Regions from separate parts of the Ovis aries genome. Here region 1 is linked to region 2. A link is a contact called in public Hi-C data. All regions are on one chromosome and are shown on one strand. The core of a region is the stretch at or near the end of the contact, and the rest is flanking DNA. Distances in the headings are between cores, read along the strand shown. Region 1 holds the start of SORT1 (sortilin 1). Region 2 holds the start of TMEM167B (transmembrane protein 167B).

What was found. A called contact is a pair of places that touch in the nucleus more often than the background predicts.
Region 1: a contact with region 2 is called in a Hi-C map of hypothalamus, with 5 times the contacts expected there. The contact joins the promoter of SORT1 here to the promoter of TMEM167B in region 2. A contact is called at or near these places in 5 of 16 Hi-C or Micro-C datasets (hypothalamus, muscle, omental adipose tissue and 2 more).

Annotation. Positions count from the first base shown.
Region 1 is chr1:86,647,215-86,652,039 of ARS-UI_Ramb_v3.0, forward strand. It overlaps SORT1 (sortilin 1), which reads right to left and starts at 2,098. Exons shown (of 19, transcript XM_060401276.1): 1 at 1,779-2,098. The coding sequence starts at 2,087.
Region 2 is chr1:86,390,216-86,394,656 of ARS-UI_Ramb_v3.0, forward strand. TMEM167B (transmembrane protein 167B) reads left to right here and starts at 2,287. Exons shown (of 3, transcript XM_004002270.5): 1 at 2,287-2,426. The coding sequence starts at 2,417.

The DNA.
Region 1 (4,825 bases), core at 848-3,347, 260 kb after region 2:
CAGTGGCTCCACTTACATATACATGCTATAAGAAAGATGGGATCTCTGAAGAAACTGTAGACGATCAAGAAATGCACAAATAGTTCTCTTAAAAAAGGTCACTGAAAAGAACACTTTAAGACATCATTGGAAAGAGTAAATAAATTGAAAGAAAGGGGGAATAAAATATATATATATATATATATATATATATACACCTCAAAGAATGAGATTTCAGATCTGCTCTTGATAGATCTGGCCTAAGCACCTCCTGAGCCAGTTTTTTTTTCAACCTCTTGCTTTAGAAACCAATATATTACAAATGACATATCAATTCAAACCAACCAGGGAAGACTCTGACTAAAGGAATAAATCCAGGAGCAGCAGCAGGTCCTAAAGGTAGGTCAATCAGCAAGAGAAGAATCCAAATATGGAGTAAGAATGCTGTGTCTGGAGTAAGAATGTTGTGTCTGGCTGGCTCAAGGAAGGAAGTCGTCCCGTTATAAATTAGGCATTGGTGTTGTAAAGCCTTTCTCCACTCCCCACTGTGAGATGGAAGTCTATAGTATTTTTTTCTTTTCCTTGTCAAACAGGAAGACTTCCCGGTTCTCATTCTGCCCTGTCCCACAGGTCAGCATTAGCTTGGCCACCTTTTTACAGCTGTTGTTTGGACTGTATTTAGCAAGTTTTCCCTGACTGCTTGTGCTTTGGTTGCAACTGCCCTGGGTCCCCAGAACAAAGAATTCTGCACAGATAACTAGTCCAGGCAGAGGAAGAAAGATCAAGGGGAGACTGAAGCTGGCCTGGTACAGAATGTGGTTCTACAAAGACAAGTGTCAGCCACTCACCTCTGTCCCCCCACTGCAACTCTCTCTGAAAGAGGAAGAGATACAACGGAGAAAATGCACTGAACTGAAAAGACACTATGCAACAAATAAATCGTTAGTTCTAGAAAAAACACGAGGAAGATGCCCAGGTTACACTAGAGCAAGTAGCCGGGACACTGACTACTGTCAATCCAGTAGTGTGCAAAGGTTGAGCTGCTTATCCCCAGAGACAGAACTGCCACAATTTCTAAAGTTTTTGCCTAAGACCTGGCTCAAAGGAGAATCTCTGCAGTGTTTCTTCACCGTCGAAAACCGTTGTTACAACATTATCGAGACATCCTGGTTAGAGTCCAATACCAAGACAGAAGACCAAATTGAAGGCGTAAGACAGATCACACACTGTAATCCCACAGACAACCTTGTTCCTTTAGCTATTAAAACACACGCAGGAACCTGATTACTGCTTTGGTACTTCTGAACACCAGCGACCGACCCTGGAAGTACTGACCCCACGAAGACACACCTTTGCTTCCGCGCAGCCCCAACTTCTCCAACCACTTAAGAGGTAATTAACTCCTGCAGCTTTCTCGTGGGGGATAGCGTTACTCGATCCTAATTATTCATACAGACGCAAAACAACAACGCTCGACAAATTTTGACAACTTAAATTAAAAAAAAAAAGAATGCTGTGAAAGTCTAAGCCGGCCTTCCCTGTGACGAAACAGCCGCTTCCAGGGCCGCGACAACCGAGGGTCGCTCGCTCGGCCCGACTCGGCCCTCCTGCCGCCGCAGTTTCGGGGCCGCGGCCCGGTGAGCACGGGCGCCGCGCGGCCGGGGTCTCTTCCTCGGGGACGCGAGGCGCGCGGACAGAGACAGAGCGGCCGGTTGCGCGGGCCTGGCGGGCAGGCCTCTGGGGGTACGAGGGTCGGCACCTCGCCGTCCGGGAGGTGGCCGGACCTGGCGCCCGCTCACCTGGTGTGTGTTGTTGGCCAGCCTGCTAACGAAGTCCTGGACCCCGCCGCAGTCCTCGTCCTCGCCGGGCGCGCTGCGGCGCCAACGGCCGCCGCGGGGAGCCGGGCCCCCGGGCGCGGCGGCGCGCAGCCCCCAGCTTACCCCGACGGGGCCGGACCAGCGCGACAGCGGCGCAGCGGGCGGCGGCGGCGCGTCCAGCCGGTCCTGGCCGAGGGTCGCCGGCGGCAGCAGCTGGAAGAGGAACAGGAGAAGGCCGAGGCCGTGGGGCCAGCGCGAGAGGGTGACCGCAGCTCCCCCGGGCCGCTCCATCGCCGCCGAATGCCTACGCCGCGGACACCTGCAGCCGGGCGCTCCCGCCCACCCCCGCAGGCGCCGCGCCACACCCCCGAGCCCGAGCCCGGCGCTCCTTGGATACGCCGAGCCGGGCCTCTCCGCCCCCATAGGCTGGCCGCTTGTCCTTCTTCCCCGGCCCTCTGCTCATTGGCTCGCGTCGCCTCCGGCTTCGGGGGTCCTGGATTCGGATGCCAAGATGCGGGACTGATTGGCTGGAACGTGGCAAGAGACGGTTGAGGTCATCCCCCGCTCGCCCCGCGTCTCCAAGGCCGGGCTTCCAGAGTTAAGAGGAGCTTCCTTCACAAGAATCGCCCCCCGCTCCGTGGCGCCCCTACCTCCCACTACTCTCTCTGGCACCCTCAAGTTGGGGCTGGGTTGGTCCCCTCTTCTCCCCCAGAGACACCCCTAAAATTGCTTTGGGTTGCGGCAGCGCCTGGAAAATTTTCTCAGGGAATCTCTGAGCTCTCTTATCTGGAAAAGGGGGCTCCTTCATGAACCGGTGCTTCTGGTTTTTAACCCCCGCACTTTGGAGCGCCCATTGTCTACTGCAGCAGCCGCCTTGCTGACAAAAGTGAATGCGAATTGTGTGGGCTGAGTCTTGTGAGGCACACAGACATCAGGACATCCGTGACTCACGCAAGCCTGGTGAAATCTCTTCTCACTCACCTTCCTTTTAGGCAGGGAGTTAGGCCAAAACAGGAATTGCTTATTGGTTTTCCCGGAGTTAGAAAGTAGCTTAGACGTTAGGGGCATAAAAGGGTGCAATATAATTGCCCAGTGCCTACTTATTGCGTAAATGCACGTTTATCTTTATCAAAGTACTTTAACCCTGCAGTGAGTGCACGGCACAAGTTTGATTTTCAATATACAATATCCCCTAATTTAGCATCCTGCCTCCAATAAATAAAACAAAATCCCTAAGCTGTTGTCCTTATCGCACAAACTGCAAACATAACTTTATTCTGAAACACGCAGTGCAGGTAAAGCCAGTTCTGGGTTTTCTCCTTACTGACTCCATCCCTTCAGAATCCCAGAAGTTGTTCTGTAAAATAGGGAACAAATAGAAACAAAATATACAAAACATTATACCCAAATAAAGTCACTAAAAATTACTTTTAACAATTACTGCAGGTAAACCCAAATGATAATATATTTACTGTAGAGCAAAATGAATGGTGCAGTGCCCCCAAACCAACTGTTACATTAAAATCCTCTAGTCATGTTAATTTGCAAACAAAAAATTAGTTTTAATGTTTACAAATTTACATTTTGCCGGAACCACCATAGTAAGGTGTGACAAGTGAAAACATAATTTTGAAAGGTAAAATCACTGGAATAGACTTCCAAGTTCTCAGCTACTGAGCTAAGATAAAGCTCCATGAAAACTGGTGAACAATTTGTTCTTTTCCATTAACTACAATGTGTCAGATTTTTAAAATACAGATTATTTTTTAATCTATGCCAACTAGGGAGTAGATCACAAGGCAGTCAGTTCCAGTAGCATGTGATTAGCTGGAGAGAAAAGACAGGCTATACAGGAACATTTCTTTGTTTGGGCCAATACATGAATGGTCTATTGTCTTTCTGTCTGAAAAGAAAAAAGCCAACTCAACAGTGCCATCTCCCGGAGAAATCACTAAATACCCCACTAGTTAACATTCTATCACTGCAGTTACTTAATATATTGCTTTCAGTTTTCATTATATGCTTACAGAATATGTTGCCTTCTTCAAACTGTACTAGCTGCTGGGGACATGGTACCTGGCATATGGCACTCAGTGTTTGAGTGAATGAATTATTTCAGTATTTCACTTTCGTCTGACACAGGCACTAAATACAAAAGTTGCACTGTCAGATCTCCTTTGTGAAATACCACAGCTAAGATCTTACTTGCAAGACTAAAATATGTAAATTTATCCTATTACTAAAACCATACTATTCTCCAAGATAAATCCTAAAGCAGAAAGATGAATTGAAAGCAGGTACACATCACACAACCATTGTTTTTGTTAAAAAGATTATGTCTCTTCTGTTTAAACAGACACAAAAAAAATTTTAAAATTCTGCAGAAAACTGCAGTCGATCTCTTCCAATAATTCTGTAATTGGGATTACAGAGGGAATGAATTTTGTTTCACCAGTACAGTGTAAGCTGAAGCTGAGAGCTACTTTATTCCTTAGTATTTTTTTCTCCCCTACATAATATATATGATTCCAAGACACAACTTCACCTCTCCCTAAAGCATGTTTAGTCCATTGATGCATTAATCTACAGAGTTAAAATAGGTATTTATTGTCTAGTTCTCCCTACTAGAAGCTTTACTGGAGCTCAGACCATACCTACACCACAGCTCTATCTCCAATGCCTAAAACCTTACTATATTTTTAGTACTCATATTTGCTAAATCTGAATAAATATTAGTTGAGATGATTTTTCAATGGTATTTCCTATTAGGATTTAAGAAGTGAATGTGAGAGAAACTAATCTCATGATTATGCTATATTTAATATATCACCAGAACTGTCTCTAGAACACTGGTGACAATATACCTCTAGTTCCCTATTTTCTTTACGTGTGTATGTCTCAAGCAAAGCTTTTTTCTCAAATATTTCCCATTATTGCAGTTTCCAAATGTATGTAAGGACACGATTTTGCTGAAAAAAGGTATGAATTTAATATGAATTCAGCGTATTCAAATAATCAGAATTTTACGT
Region 2 (4,441 bases), core at 1,037-3,536:
AAGTGTAGGACTGGAACTTGGATAGGACATCAACTTAAGACCTCTATACAGGGAATTCCCTGGCAGTGCAGTGGTTTAGGAGTCCACGCTTTCATTGCAGAGAGCCCAGTTGTGCCAAGTGACAAAAAAAACAAAAATGAAACACAAAACAAAACTCTACATAGAGGTGATAGTTGAAGCCGTGGAACAGAATAAGTCACCAAGTAGGAATTAATAGTGAGGAAAACAGGGTGTGAGTATCTTAGGAATATCTATATTTACATGGAAAAAAGAATCTGGGTAAAGAGAAGACTCTTGAGAGTCCCTTGGACTGCAAGGAGATTCAACCAGTCCATCCTAAAGGAGCTCAGTCCTGGGTGTTCACTGGAAGGACTGATGTTGAAGCTGAAACTCCAATACTTTGGCCCCCTGATGCGAAGAACTGACTCATTTGAAAAGACCCCGGTGCTGGGAAAGATTGAGGGCAGGAGGAGAAGGGGATGACAGAAGGTGAGATGGTTGGATGGCATCACCGACTCAATGGACATGGGTTTGGGTGGACTCTGGGAGTTGGTGTTGGACAGGGAGGCCTGGCATGCTGCAGCTCATGGGGTTGCAAAGAGTCGGACACGACTGAGTGACTGAACTGAACTAAACTGAAAGAGAACAACGAAGTTGCAGGTCAAGGAGAACAGCACAATTCCATAGTATGTAACAAAGGAGAATTTTTCAAGATGAAGATGAACTATATGGTTCTGTCTAAGTTAGTGAACATGAATTTGTTTAGAATATAGAATAGTTTGGGGCTTTTATCCAGCTTTGGTGTAGGGGACTAACAGTTTTGTGGCCAGTGATGACAGTGCTGATACTGTTTTAGATAACTGTTGATGAAAAGCTCAAAGGCCAAGACAATCAGGGACTTTTCAGTTTTGTTTTGCTTTCGAGTAGTCCTTAGCAGTTCTTTGGGGCAGGGGAATTTGTCTGTGTGTATGGGCACAAAATCATTTGTTTTGCCTTATTTGTTGTGTATGTCGTCTTCATTTTTTGTTTGTTTGTTTCTGCATTTAAGCACATTTTCACAAGAAGTCTGTCCTCCAACAGGCCTTTTTTGACTTGCCCCTCTACTCCAGCTTCTAGGAGGCTTTGGTAGCTTTTCTTCGGCATAACCAAGCAGGTCGCAGCCAGCAGATGGCACTGCAGCAAGAGGGGCAGAGGGTCTCTTTAGGACTTTGACAACCGCGGACCAGCTGTAACCTTACAATTTCAACCTCGAATGATTCAGTCGCACTTTCGCCTTGACTCTAATAAAGAAGATCGAGTTGTGTGGAATTAAGGATCTCAGTGCAGAAAACGGGATCTGTAGCTCTGTCTCCTCCGTTCTGCTCCACCGTTAAACTGAAAAAGTATTTTTCGTCAAGTTGTGAAAGTGTGAGAAAGGCTGCCCCAGTATCTCCGTTTCCTGGCTAAAGTGGCCGAGGTGGCCCCACTTTATCTAAATACGGGAGGTAACGAGACCATCCTGATAGTTTAAAGAAAAATTCATACAAACCGGCAATTACCAAAATGTTTCCCGACAACGTGGAGCTTCAGCACATGAAATACGCAACTTGTTTTTGTTATAAGGTTCCTAATTTCATTTCAAAGTTCAGATGCAGCCTCATTATCCAGATTTCCATACGGAGTAAGAACGATCCGCGCAGCAAGAGCAGTCCCACAGGCTGCAGGCGTCGCCTCAGGACCCCAGTTGTCTGCGTTCTCTTACGTGGAAGCTTGAGAGACTTCTCCATTGCAGGTGGGCTGCTGCACACACACAACCAGAGCAGCTGCCACAGCGCAAAATAAAGTGCAAAACTGCAAGCCTTTACCTTTTCCGGCTCAGACGGTAAAGCGTCTGCCTACAATGCAAGAGACCCGGGTTCGATCCCTGGGTCGGGAGGATCCCCTGGAGAAGGAAATGGCAACCCACTTCAGTACTCTCGCCTGGAAAATCCCATGGACGGAGGAGCCTGGTAGGCTACAGTCCATAGGGTCGCAAAGAGTCGGACACGACTGAGCAACTTCAGTTTCTTTCACTTTACCTTTTCAAACACAACGACGGGAGCAGGTCAGATTAGCCCCAGCACTAAATCTGCAGGGGCACCCAGAAGATATTGTTTACTATGGCCACGAAGGACGCCTTCTGGACAGCTTTCTTCTCACCCACACCTTTTCCTGCGAGCTCCACCCACGCAGGTTCCCCTAGCTCGGCAATCTCCTAGCCACGCCTGATTGCGTTTGGCGCTCGTCTCCCTTCCCTTGCGCCGGCGTACTACGGCGGCTGCCCGTCGCCGCGGCCCGGATCGGGAAGTGTCAAGTGGGAGCTGGGTTCCCCTGGTCTTCGCCGCTACCGCCACTGACCGCCCCCCGGACTCCCTATCCAGGACCGGGCCCAACCGCCATGACGAACGGTGAGAACCAATGCCCAGAGCAAAGGATGGGAGTCCAGTACACTAGGGAAAACGTGGCGGGCGGAGCCGGGATTGACGTGGCCGTTCTCCCCGCCCCCTCCCATCGGAGTCCTCCCTTTGGCCTCTCCGCGTCCCAGCTCCTGTTTCCTATACTACTCCGCGAGTTCCCCCGTCGCGTGCCCATCTAGAACCCCCAATGCCTCTTGTTGCCCACACCCCGAGTCCTTGGTTCCTAGCCTGTGTTTTCCCTTCTCTCTTCTAAAAGTTCGTTTTGGCCCTTACAGGCCATTTCGCGAGGCCAGTCCTGGTTGAGCTATTGCTGTGAAGTGAAAGTCGCTCAGTCGTGTCCGATTCTTTGCAACCCCATGGAATATGCAGTCCGTGGAATTCTCCAGGCCAGAATACTGGAGTGGGTAGCCTTTCCCTTCTCCAGGGGATCTTCCCAAGCCAGGGATTGAACCCAGGTCTCCCACATTGCAGGCAGAGTCTTTACTATCTGAGCCACCGGGGAAGCCCGAGCTATTGCTGTAGCACCAGGGAAATGAGAGAATCCTCCTCACAGCCCTCTGTTTTCTCATGCTTTCGGATAGTAGGCATCTTGGGAGGACCAAGAAATCATAGAGTGTTTTTAAGGCCCACATTTTTGGGGGGTGAACGTGAATCCTAAAAAAAAAAAAAAAAAAAAGTTATTATTTTGTTAAAATGCCAGAAAACTTTCTTTTGATTCTAAAGTCTTGCCTGGGCGATCCCATCTGGAGACCGTAGCGAAAGTTGCAAGGGTTGGTTACTGCCTCTTCTAAAGTTGTGGCAGTTGCCACCCTGTTTATCTGACCTAATTTTGTAGGCCTCTTCAAACACGATTATATAGACACGATTTCCACATTCCAGCGAAGGACAGGAAACGAGGCCTTTGTGTTCTTTAGAGTCCATCTTACTGGAAAAAAGATGACAAGGCCTCTTAGACAGTATGATTAGAGGGGCATAGGAGAGTATTTCTCAAAAAGTACCTTTTCCATAAGCCTGATACTGAAGATTCAATTCACCTCGTGACTTTTGGCTTTGCAAAAACTTACAGGAGGAGATGATTAGCAGGTAAAGGTATTGTTTATTCTAAAAACTTGGTATATGTATTAATTTACTGGACCGTTGCTGTGTGACATCTAGCTGTGAGATAGTTTTACTGGAGGGAGAGAGGAAGATAGAGTGGTCCAGAACTGGGAGATGCTGGTTGTGTCAAATATTCTTTTGAAGTTTTCTGGGCAGTCAGAGGTCTAAGGTTACTAGACACAGTACAGGAAGGGTCATCACTTAGAGGAAAAAGTCATCTGAACTGAGAAATAAGGAAGCAATTGAACACATAGTAATTAATGAATAAATTTTAGTCACCCTTCCCCCTTTTGTGGTCTGATTGTTTTTTTTTTCCACTTAGATGATTCATTGTGCTTACCAGACATAGCTCAGTTTACATATGTAAGAACTAGAAGTATGTGTTCAAAGCTTTTTTCTCACACTTGTTCCACCACGATGAAGCCTCAGTTTTTTTTTGTTGTTTTTTTGCTTGTTTGTTCTCAAGAATCTGTTACTCTGGCAGAAATTTAGTATGTAAGTAGAGTATGATGCATGAAGTGTAAGATAAAATACAGGAAAATTGTAGTCATATGATTTCTAACTCTTGCAGTTTCCATTAAGCTTCTGCTTTATCATATTCTCTACCCACAGATGAAGCTCTGAAAGACTTGGCTAAATATCTCGCTCTTCTTTATCACATGAGTGATTTCTAGTAAGAGCACATTTCAGTCTCTCAGCTCAGGCACCAAGGATTCTTATACTTCTCTCAACATGTTGCCCACACTGGCCATTCCTGGCAGGCTGATTCCACATTAACTGGCACGCTCTTCTCAGAACTTGCAGTTCTTGAAAGGAGAGGGAAGAAGGCAGTGAGATCTTTGTAAGGGGCATGTCTCCATGATTTGAGGGGACAGAAAGGTAACCTTGTTAGTCCCAGGACCTTGGCC